Regions from separate parts of the Rattus norvegicus genome. Here regions 1 and 2 are each linked to region 3. A link is a contact called in public Hi-C data. All regions are on one chromosome and are shown on one strand. Each heading gives the region's core, a stretch centred on a gene start, on an enhancer-like site or on the middle of the called end of the contact. The rest is flanking DNA. Distances are from core to core; before and after follow the strand shown.

What was found. Hi-C and Micro-C count contacts between places; a contact is called where the count stands out from the background.
Region 1: a contact with region 3 is called in a Hi-C map of liver, with 3 times the contacts expected there. The contact joins the promoter of Gstcd here to the promoter of Tet2 in region 3. A contact is called at or near these places in 3 of 12 Hi-C or Micro-C datasets (Schwann cells, kidney and liver).
Region 2: a Hi-C map of hepatocytes shows a contact between it and region 3, with 1.9 times the contacts expected there. The contact joins the promoter of Ppa2 here to the promoter of Tet2 in region 3. A contact is called at or near these places in 3 of 12 Hi-C or Micro-C datasets (frontal cortex, hepatocytes and liver) and 1 of 1 datasets of contacts at active chromatin or transcription factors (oligodendrocytes).

Annotation. Positions count from the first base shown.
Region 1 is chr2:224,264,296-224,268,141 of GRCr8, forward strand. Gstcd (glutathione S-transferase, C-terminal domain containing) reads right to left here and starts at 1,606. Exons shown (of 12, transcript NM_001395013.1): 1 at 1,435-1,606. It overlaps Ints12 (integrator complex subunit 12), which reads left to right and starts at 1,492. Exons shown (of 7, transcript NM_001007640.2): 1 at 1,492-1,533.
Region 2 is chr2:224,473,323-224,477,296 of GRCr8, forward strand. It overlaps Ppa2 (inorganic pyrophosphatase 2), which reads left to right and starts at 1,551. Exons shown (of 12, transcript NM_001135871.1): 1 at 1,551-1,692. The coding sequence starts at 1,551.
Region 3 is chr2:224,743,715-224,747,778 of GRCr8, forward strand. Tet2 (tet methylcytosine dioxygenase 2) reads right to left here and starts at 2,472. Exons shown (of 11, transcript NM_001427557.1): 1 at 2,380-2,472.

The DNA of each region.
Region 1 (3,846 bases), core at 356-2,855, 480 kb before region 3:
AAGTGTAATAGGCTTAAAACAAAACTTTGTAGGTCCAAGACCACAAAGCTTTAGTTTTGTTTAAAGCGGGGAAATACATAGTATTCTTCCCACACCCCCTGCAACCCTCTGCCACATCCTATCTCCTCTTCCTTGACAGCCCACCCCTCCATGGACCCTTCCTAGTTTAATGGTGTTTTTTATTAATAACATAAAACGTTCAAACATCAACTTATTTTTGAAGTTAGGTCCCTTAAAATGATGCAACTAAAACAATTTCAATCGCAGTGTACGCTCCTCACAGTGCAGTTAACACTCATATAGCTTAAAGTTTGATCTATTAAATATGACAGCAAATCAGTTGTATTGTAACAGTTTATTCTCATGGCATTTCAAGACCATATTTTCATGTTTAAAATCACTTCTAGTTCTTGCTTTTTTAATTCTTTCCTCTAGAAAGCACGAGCGAAACGTGACAAAACCTTAAGCAGTAACGTGGCACGAGATACATTCGTCTATTTTTCTCTTACATTAAGGAATTTAATGTCACAAAGAATTTGGGGGTGGATATGGCGGGGGATGGGGTCGTGTAAATCCCAAATCAAAGTTGGAGAGGTTTGTGTTCCATTTTTTGAAGCCAAAGCAATTCTCACGCAAGCTTAAGTTTTCTGTTCGAGTTAATAATGGAAGATTTGAAACGCTGCTTTGATGGGGATAAGCAAATGTCCCCAAATGTGGCAAATCGTAAACTGTAAAACAGTATTTATGTACAGCGTCCAATCAGGAAGGGCTGCAACGGAAAGCGTGTCTTTGGGGAAAGTTAAACCGTGCTCCAAGTGGTCTCTTCCTTGCTCTTAACTCCAAACGATCACACAAACCCCCGCTACCAGGCAAAGCTGCCCTGTTGCTCTACCCACGTAGGAAGAAGACTAAAGGAATGGCTCGCAGACGAGTGGCCCACGTGTCCCTCAGCGGAACGGCGCGAAGCCTTCCATCTGCACCAACGCGAAAAGTCTGCGGTGAATGTGGGGCTGGAAAGACTTTCAAGGGCTGGGAGCCCTCACCGGTCCCACCTTGGCCCCCACGCCCAGCCCTGCCGACCTCTGAGGGCGAATGCGGTTCTCAGGAGGTGGCGGGGCCGAGCAGCCCGAGCGCCCTCTTTACCTGGTCGCAGGGGCGCGGCCAGGCAGGGAGGGCGCGGGAGCATGCGGGCGACGCGGGCCACCGCGCCTTCCCGCCCAGCTCGAGCCGGGATTCCGAAGCTACTTCTGGAAGCCGCGGCCTGAGGAGGAGCACTCGCTTCCAGCGAGGACCTGAGCTGGGGAAAGGGCGAAAATAAAGAAGAGGCAGTGTGTCTGCAAGTCCCCCTCCCAGTGTCATTCATAATGCGGCGGACCGGAAGGAGTTGTCTACGTCACTTCCTGCTGTCTCACTGGGAAACGTTCCCCTTCCGACCTGTTGCTGGAACCTTTGTTTCTCTCTTCTTAGGCTGGTTAGGGCGGGGACGGATTCGAAGAGAGCTACTGGGAACCGACCGAGTGCCGGGGCGGAGCGGTGAGTTGTGACGAGGGTCCCCGCTTCCTGGAGCCTCCGGGAGGCTCGAGACCCCGCGAGGGGCACCCGGAGTGGAGCTCCGTGGGGTGTTGGTCTCCTCCGTACTGGAGAGTAGACCTCATAATTTGCGGGTGGTTGCGTGACTCCGCCTACCGCTCCTCCTGTTTTGTAAGGACTGTGAGAGAAGGGTACTGAGGACTGTGGTCCCGGGGACTGGGACCGTGGAATTGCCTCAGACCTTTGACAAAGGGTTCCGGAGATCTCCCTGCAGCTCCTGTTTTACATCTCTTTTCTGGCCTCCTTGGAAAGGACTTTTAACTATTCGAGGCCGTCCTTGTGTTTTGATTCTGTCAAAGGACTCCCATTTCTAAGTATCTCCTGACTCTTTTTAGCTTCTCCAGCGCTTGGGTTTGTTTTGAAATTCGGGATCTTCTTGAGTTCCCAGACTTCCCCGAAGGCCAAGCATTCAGTGGAAAGGGGGAGGAAAAGTTAATTGGAAAGGATTACAAATCTTGCAGAGACAGGAATGGGATGGCGTCTCAGTGTTGTAATGAGAATGAGATAATAATTCTTGTATTGCATCCTCGTGAATAGTTACCTCACGCACTAGCAAGTGATCAACTTGGAAGTTTGTTTGAAACTAGCAGGCGGGGTGAAAGAGATCTGAGAGAAAGCATCTATGTAGCTAGGGGTGCTCAATTTTGTTTGGGGACATCACAGCAGCCTTGAAAAGGGCCATTTTGGCAAAAAAAACCAAACAAACAAACAAAAAAAAAAACCCAGTTAATTCAATAAATATTTAAAAACGCCTGTGAAATTCTACTTGCCCGGGAAATATCCCCCCCCTCACCCCACACAAACTCCTGCTCTCATGAGAGCTATAGCTATCCTCTACTGAGATTAATGAATTAAAGACAGACGAAAGAGTAGAAAGTGAATGTTGTAGGTCAGAACACTGTACAGATTCCTACCCATAAAAGAGATGACTGTCTTGCTTTTTTGAGTTTGGGGTTTGTTGGGACGAAAAGACAGTTGAATTCCATTCATGCCTTTTGGTGAAGTGATTAGAACTGTGTAGAGTGAAAGACAAGAGTATTGGACTTTGGTGAGTTAACCAAATAACAGTCTAGCCATTGTTTTCAGAGTAACAGAGAAATAAGAGGAAGTGAGAGAAAACCTGGAGATGCTAGTTGACAACAAACCATGGTGGCCGAAGAACAAATTGGCAGTGAAACTAAAGCAGGGAGCCCAGGACAGATCATTGGAAAGTAGTAACAACAGGAATGAGATGAGCCAGGGAAAGAAGGCTCAGAAAACAACTTAAATGTAAAAATACAAAGTATCTTTCATATATTTACTTGGTCTTAAAATAGGGTCTGCGACTCCTACTGAGAGAGTGGCTGGAGATAGAAGGTGACTTGTAAAAGGGAAGCTGGACTAGAAAAATAAAGGTTCAAGTGACTCCCCCCAGGTCATGTTCAGTATGGTACCAAGTTAAACCTGCCTTTTGCTCTTGTGGAAAGGGGTGGGCCAAAGAAAAGTCTGGGCTTGAAAGAGAAGTGTCTGACCGCTGGCAAAACGAAAATTGTTCAGAGCAGCAGCTCTCAAATTGCAAATTAAGTCTGGATTTCCTAGGTGGTTTGATAGAATGGTGGACTGGCCCCCAGGGTTTCTCTTCTGTAAAATAGGAAGTGGAAACCAAGGGTTTGCACATCTATAATGTTTGCAGAGGTACCTGTGCGCTTGTGCTGTTGATCCAAAAGAGATTTGTGGGATGAAAACACACCCAGAACCTGACTCTGAATATCTCATTTTTAGTCCATACAGGGGAATCTACAAAGAACTGAGAACTGAGTAGAAGGGAAATCTGTATCTTTTAGATTTCTGTTTGACTAAATTACCATGGTATAGTGTTTTCATAGGATTATGGGAAGAAGGCCTTAATGTATGAAGTGCAGCATTAATTAGGGGTGGAAAACGAGGAAAGGGTAAGTGCGTGGCAGTTTTAAAGAAAAACGTACTTGTTATGTCCAGAAAGATGGGGAGTGAATTGGCCATACAAACACCATAAGAGGGCTAACTGAGGCATGCCAAGATAGGACTGATAACTTGGAAGAGAATATGGCATCACGCTCAGCGGCACTTGTTTGGGTGCAGACGGGAGAAGGTGCCAAACAGAAGCATGTTTGCAAAGTAGGCAAAGCCAGAGAGCAGTGGGTAGGGATGGAGAACTGGAGGAGAGTTGCTGAATGGTGTGGACTAGAGTGAAAGCTGAACAGGAAGGGAACAGCATGCTGCCGTAAACAGAGGTGA
Region 2 (3,974 bases), core at 301-2,800, 270 kb before region 3:
CGACATCTTTATTGGAAGGCAACCAGACTGTGTTCCACACTGGGCTTGAACACCGCAAAGCCAAGCCCCTACAATGATATGCTTCCTCCGACAAGGCCACACCTACTCCGACAAGGCCACACCTACTCCGACAAGGCCACACCTCCTAACAGTGCTACTCCTTATGGTTAGCCAAAGATTCAAACACAGGAGTCTATGGGGGCCATTCCTATTCAAACCTTCACACTTGCTACATGATGGTCACAGATGTTCACCGAGGAAAGCCAGTGAGTTAGGCTCCAAACATCTACATTTGAGATGGGCAAGCATTGTTGAATAAACACCTTTGGAAATTTGTATTTTAAAGTTAACCAGTAAAGTCAACCTTGTTCTCATAACATGTATCGTATATTCGGTTTTGATCCACAAATATTGCAGCAAATTATAGAAAACAAAAGACGGGAATTTACACGGTTCCAAAACAAGCCATTTTTTAATGGCATAAAGTTATATACTCCTAAATCACATATCTGGAGTTTAAGAATCTTGACTAGTAGACGGCCCAGAACCTTGTTTCAGTAGGAATTTCTTTCCCAAGATTTGAAGTTTAAGTGAAATTTTAAGCTTTCTTTTTTACACATAAGCAAAATTACATAAATCAATGAGATAAAGGCAGGAAGGAAATGCCCCCCCCCTTTTTTAAAAATAGGACAACTTAGCTTGCAGTTCAGTCTAATCAGGTTGACATGTTACAAAGACACTGTCAAAATGTTTTTAGGGACTAGGCTGAGCAATGTCTAAGTGGCTAGTGGCATTTCTAAGAGGTCCTTTCTGGAACCTAGGTAAAACCGGTTTTGATTTTAACTATCACAGTTTAGGTGCAGAAAGAATCCAGTAGGTGCCCAGGATGTAAGCCCTGCTCAGAGTTGGAAGGGAAACTGGTAGAGGTCTCCGGAAGCAGCTGGTCTACAGAAAAGGAAAATGGCAGCCCCACGGCTGGTTCCTTCCCCAGAACCATAGCTCCCATTGCTAGCTGGACCAAAGACTGCTTTAGTAACTAGTTGTGGCCACTGGACCGGACAGAAACACTTGTGATGTTTGCAACTGCAGAGAAGTTAGAAGTTACCTGTACTTGGGTTAAATATTAAAGGGCCTTATGGAGGAAGTGGCGTTTGAGGGAATTACAGATTTAGGATAAGTCTGTGTCAAATGTCTTCACAAGGAGGCTCAATCGTTATACATTAGAGTCGTGTGTGTGTGTGTGTGTGTGTGTATTTCATTAATGTATGAAATTTGGTTCGAAGATACTGTGTGAGTGGGTGCGTGATGGTGAATTCCTGGGGCTACCAAGGCCCTTATCTCCTTGTCTTGATGGTCTTAGGCCTCTGAGGGCAGTGGAGGAAAGTGGAGGAAAGTGGAGGTAGGTGGCCCCAGTAATCCAGAAGAGGGTGGGACGTGCTGCCACTTGAGGCCGACCGTGGAGGCAGTGCGGGCTCCGGGCGGCAGGGGGCGCCGCCGTGCAGTCGCGCCGGGCCCAGCAACGACCCTCCGGTTCCCCTATACAGTCCGCCATGCGCGCGCTGCTGCCACTGCTGAGCGTCGGCCGAGGGTGGCGCGTGGGGGCCGCCGCCCTCCCTCCGCGCCGCGTAATGTCCCTGTACCGCACGGAGGAGCTGGGCCATCCCCGCTCGAAGGATTACCGCCTGTTCTTCAGTAAGTCGTTCCACTACTTCCGCGCCGGCCCGCGGGGAAGCCCGGGCGCCGTGCTCTGCCGGACGGGGTCGGCAGCCCGCGCTCAAGCCCGGGGCGGAGGGGACCGGTCTCGGCGCGCAGGGCGGCGTGGGGCCAACCGCTCTCTGCAGCGACCGCAACCGGCCCGCGGCGCCGCGTTCCTCCCGCTGACCTCTGCGCCGTAGCTCGCCGCTCGCCCGCGCCGCCTTCCCGGGTGCTGCTGAATCCTTCCGCCTCCGCACGGACGCAGAACTTTAGGGACCGGGGTCTTCGCTCTGAAACCTCGTCTGCCTGCGACCTTGCTGTCAGCGCAGGCGTACGGGAGGGAGGAAGTAGGAGGGAATTGTGAGCCAGGCACTGGGATAGGCTTGTGTGCACACGCCATCGCATAACCTTTTGTTTTGTACGGTAAGTTAAAAACAAAACAAAACAAAAACAAAAACAAAAAAAATAGTAAACTGATTTTTTACCTAAAAGTTTGCACATGAATGCTACCCAACAAGCAGGAGACTGGCTAGCGTTCTGGTAAAAACGTGGGACCACCTTTTGCACTGTACATTGAGCAAAACCTAGAGGGAGGTGTCTGGTGCTACCCTGGGCTGGCCACGAAAGACAGACAAGCTCCTGGCTACTCTTCTTTTCTCTCTGTAGGTCTGGTTAACAATAGCGTGAAAATAGCCAAGTGGGTGCTTAATTCCTGGTAGGGGAGCTGTAGCGATGTCCAGTCTTGTGCACACCTGTTAGGGAGGCTCCGCCCTGAAGGGGTGAAGCTGGAATCTTGGAAAGACAAACCTTTTCCTCCAGGACCCCATCCTGGGCGAATGTTTTAACTTGCTAAGCATTAGAATTTTTTTTTTTCTCTGTAAAATAGGGCTGCAGAAATTGCTATTATGTGTTCAAAGTAGTCACCGGGCTCAGAGTGTAACTTGAAATCATTAATAACTGTTCTTTGATGATTCTAGTTACTTTTCTGGAGCTTGCGGTTGAGGGTGTGTTTTTCGATAAAGGAGCAAACCTAGCTTAGACTCTTGTCTTTCTGTTTTGTTGTGTTTTGAGACAGGGTCTCAACCGTGTACCCTGAGCACAGAACCCGAGTGGAATATGCACTTGCCTCTGCCTCCAGGATTGAACACACGGGGCACCTCAAATGGCAGTCTCTGTTGTTGTAATGCATCTGACACTGAACAGTCTCTTCACAAGTAGTTTCTCTTTTCTCCTCTACGCCCACCCTGTCTTGTTTCTCGTTTTTGGCAAGATGGATTAGGTCTTTTTAAAAGAGGGCGTGTACACAACTGGAGCCTGGATAGGCAACAGTCTCAAAACAAGAACAGCCATAAAAATAAAACAGCGAAGGAAGAGAAGCCTTTAATGAGTGTGCTGATTTCTGAATGGATTGTGTTTCCCACGGCTACAATGTAACAGGCACTGGCAATGTGTTTGGAAGAGTTCCTGTTATACAATGGCAAAAAGCCTAATATGGTGGTCGTGTCTTGGGTTTTCAATGTGCAGTAATCTGCCATGAATGTGTTCTGCTAGAAACACATTAGTCTTTCCTCAGTGTCAGAATTGATCGAATAACAGTACATTGAGAAGTTGCATGGGTTTCCTGGAGCCCCACTTTGCCCTGACCACTGGCCCCGGCAAACGCAGGTTTTTTTTTGTGCACGGGTACATGCGCACATGTGTGGAGTCTTTGGATGCTGTCTACTATATCTTTTGAGACAGCGTCTCACTGATCTGGAGATAGCTGAGGCTAGATGGTCAGTAGCAACAGAGATCTCTTGGTGTCTGTGTCCCCAACACTGGAATACTAAGTGGGCACCACCATGCTTGCCTTTGCTGCCTGGGTTCTGGGAAGTGAACTCAGATCCTTAGGCTTGCTCACATAGACAGCCGAGCACTTTGCCCACATCGTTATCCTCCCTAGCTCAAACCAGGCCAAGATATCTCTCTCTCTCTCTCTCTCTCTCTCTCTCTCTCTCTCTCTCTCTCACACACACACACACACACACACACACACACACACACACACGCCCCGAGGTAAATACAGTTATTTGTGTCGGTTACAGAATAGCTGCAGAAGAGTTAAAGAGGCTGTCCCTGCTCTAGGGGTTCCCAGTGGCTGTACAGAAAGGCAGAAGCTGGCTGTTGCAGAGATAATCACATTCAGGGTGCTGGGAAATCTGATAAGTCATAGGTTTGAATCAGGCCAAGAGCCACGGGGTCAGAGTTGAGCTGAGCTTCAAGGTTAAGTAAGGTGGTCC
Region 3 (4,064 bases), core at 1,222-3,721:
GTTTTCAGCATAAAACTAAAATGTAGCAAGTAACAAGGATCTAAATTTTACAACAGGAAAGAGTAGGCCTCTATGATAACATATTGATAACATATAACATATGATAACATATTAAAAAAAAGCCAACTTAAGCATTCTTATTGGCTAGGATGGAAAGCACTTTCATGTAGTTTAAGGGAATAAAATATCATGAATCTGAAAAGTTAACAACCAAAGAAGTCATGACACACTGGCCTGCTAGAGAAACAAATTACTTATTTTTAATTGTGGATTGCTGGAATAATTGACCATAGTTTTCTCAACCAACAATAGACATTTACGTAAGGGGAGGGGGAAGGGAAGCTCTGTGTTTCCTCTACTACTTTAGGGCAAGTCAGAACCAATGAACTGCTTCTGTTCAGGGATGAGTAATGTTTCTTCCCTCTGGTCATGTAGATGAGCCTCTAGTACTAAGCTTAAAACAAACTTAGCCACATTTCTCATTTCTGAGAACCAAAAACAGAAAGACTTTTAAAATGAACTAGTAAGGGTTTGGAAATTTGATTTATGCAGTGACATGCCTTTCTCTCTACCCTGGAAATCAAATCAACTCCTACTGATCCTAAGTTTAAGCCCCAATCTTTCATAAACACTGTTCTGCTTAAGGACAGTTCTTTAAATTAATATTTATTATGTTGTAACTTATACTGTATTCAAAATACATTACAAAACACACATGTAAACACGGAGAAGAATGTAACTCCTCTTCAGTATGTCAACTTTCCATTAAAATGCAAATGTAATGATTTCATTAGTTAGGGTGCAATACCCACAGCCTTAAACCAAACCAATATATTTTCCCTGTGAATCCCAACTTCCCCTAACATGTAATCTTATCCTCATGCTGGCTCTTTGCTGATGAATTCTGAGCATGATTTTGCCATTATAATCCTAATTAGAGCAAAGTACCGTATGTGACTTGTGATTTTTAAATCTTCTACGGATGTATTCTGCTCCCCGGATAGACAAGCACCACAATATTTTGCTAAATTTTACGAAAACAACTTGGAAAAAACAAAACAAGCAAACCTAATTCTATTTCAGATCATTAATCGGGAGAAAGAAAAATTGCCCAAAGCAAACAAAATCTATCGTGAAGTCATTAACAAGCAAGTAACATGTCTTTTAACTCGACCTTCTCAAGAGTCTGTCCAGGCCTCGCTTGGTTTAGCCAAACGTAGAAAACTCTCCATGGAAAACCTATTAGCTTTCTAACAGTAAGCAAGAAGGTCTAGGGAAGAGAGTCAAGATCTGAGTGAAGAGTGGGGAGGGGTGTGTGTGTGAACGACCAAATAAAAGAGTGAATGCCAGAGTTAAGGAAATTTGGGATGGGACTGTTAGAGACCTTCGCTGGGATTGGGTTTCATTTCTTTGGGCGCCCCTGACCTTGCCTTCTCTAACTCGGAACGCTTCGCCCGCCCCCTCCCCCGGCCTGCGCCTGCCTTTGTGTGTGCCTGTCACTTAAGGGGAGCAGAACGAAGCTGATTCGGGGGCAGCACAAAGCCAACACACAGATTTGCACAGATTCTCTTACACACATTTCCCAAACTGGAAGGCATAGCCCACGCAGAGCTTGTGAACCTTGAGAAAAGTGGGTTCTGGTCTTGTTTCGGGGAGCAGAGAAACTATTCTTTCCTCTTTCACTCAGCGGCACTAACAAAACGCGCGGACTCAAGAGAAAAATAAAAAGAAAGAAAAAAAAAAAACTCCACGTAGTGGATCCTTAATCCACTCACTGTGACATCTGTCTAGTGTAGTGGTCCACGGGGGGACAAACGTGCTGGAAGCTGGAGACACAAACCCAGAACAGGACCCAAACAAACACTACTGGGGATAAAAGAGTCAAACACACCGGGTCAATGTTCTTTCAGGGGTGTCTGAGGATGAACTAGGGGCTCCTCTGACTTACACTAAGGACAGGGGAGAAGAGGATCAAAAGAGAAAGTGGTGGTCCCCAAAGATGAACTCTTTCAGGAAGGCAGCCCCAAGAAAACACTCACTTTCCTGAGACTAAAAGGCCAGAAGAGCGGCTGGTGGGAGGTACAAAGGTAAGTTTTCTGGGTACGTAGGGGGGACACGCATTAGCAGGAAGAAGGGATCCAGAAGTGCAGGTTGCAGGAGAAGGGGGTGCTGAATTAAAACTATATTTGTCAGCCATGTTGAAGAAGCTCCTGTAATTTGTGAGGCTTCCCTCTTCCCTCTTGGTATTTGTGGGTGACATGACAGTCCCCGCAAGGCCGTGAGAAAGAGAGGGAGACTGGAAAGGGACCATTCCGCGGCCGAAAAGAGCGAGGAGAGAAAGAGAGAGAGAGAGACAGGCGCGGACAGCAGCGCTCTGACCTGGTTCTGGTCCCTCAGCCTCGCAGTCCGCCGCCGTCGCAGCCGGGTCTCCTTTCTAACAAATCCTACAGGGCAGCCATCTTGCTTCCTTCTGCTCCTCTACGAAAGCAGCCTCGCCTCCGCATCAATATTCATAAGGCAGTTTGACGTCTGTTCTCTGGGCTCGGCGGGGCCGGCTCTCGGGCGGCCGCCGAGGGGGCGGACGTGACTGGCATGCGAGCGGCGCGGGCACGAGCGCGGGCGCGGGCTGTGCGCTCGCTCCCTCGCGGAGGCGCGGCGGGGCTCAGTCTGTGCGCTCGCTCCCTCGCGGGGCCGCGGCGAGGCCCAGGTTATGCGCTCGCTCCCTCGCGGAGGCGCGGCGGGGCTCAGTCTGTGCGCTCGCTCCCTCGCGGGGCCGCGGCGAGGCCCAGGTTATGCGCTCGCTCTCTCGCGGGGGCGCGGCGGGGCCCGGGTTGTGCGCTCGCTCCCTCGCGGGGACGCGGCAGGGTCCCGGCTGTGCGCTCGCTCCCTCTCGGGGACGCGGCGAGGCCCGGCCTGTGCGCTCGCTCCCTGGCGGGGGCGCGGCGGATCCGGGCTGCGCGCTCGCTCCTCGGCGAGGGGCTAGGGGCCTCCTTAGCTCGGCTCCGCCCCTGCCTTTCCGCAGCCCCCGGACCGCTGGCCGCACACCCGCGCGTGGGCCTCCGCGCCTCTGTCCCCGAGGGGGCCGCGTACGCACTTGGAAACTCTGCGCCCTCCCGCGCGCTCCGGGGCCCCCTGGTTCCCCGCGCTCCCACTGCCTTGACCGCAACGGTCAGCTCCCCAACTCGCCCCACACCCTGCCACCCCCTTTCCTGTCGCCCAGCCAAGCCGCTCTCCATTTCTCCAAGGCCGAGCCTGGAGAGCTCGAGGGGCCCGGGTGTTAAAGACTCCACACTGCAGCAATTCGGCGGCGCCGGGGCTCTCCCCGCCCAGGCCCACCTTCTGTTTACTTTGGCCACGTGGGCCGCGCAGGGGGGCAGTCTCGCAGAGCCGGGAGGAGTGGTGTCCCTGAGCCCCTACTTGTCACTGGAAAGAAATAAGCCAGCAGTTTTTAATGCTCAAGTCTCCCCCATAAGTTCCTCTATTTTGCACAAATTTCCACTCTGTACGGTAAAGAAATGAAGAAACCGCCTTGTGGGAAGCTGGATTCCGAACAAGCAGCCCTCAGTTTTCCCTAAAGTTCAAGGCTTGTGCGCACCAGCACTTCTGTTGGCAGTTTTCTCTTTTCTTGCTCAGTCGTTTTTACTTACATTTAAAATGTTCCTTTTGGTAATTATTAACTTTTGAAGATGAGATCGAGACAAACTCATAGAAATCATGAGACAGTAATTTATGGAATTTGCGCGCACACACCCACCCACCCTCAGTCTTCAAGTTTTCAAGTTACTGAATGTTAGGTTTTAAATAGGTAACTTGGGAACCTCTTCTATGGGATCGGTTGTGGTCACGGCAACCTTAAGTCTATTTTAACATTATTATATTGCTTGTAAAGAACCCTTTTCTTTGCGCGCGCGCGCGCGTGTGTGTGTGTGTGTGTGTGTGTGTGTGTGTGTGTGTGTGTGTTCTTTATAAATGAGGCCTGGAATCAGCTGTGACCTGTAGTCAGAGCTAGTCCCGAGACTGATGACAGTAGGATCATTTGAGCCCTAGAGTTCTGGGTCAGCCTG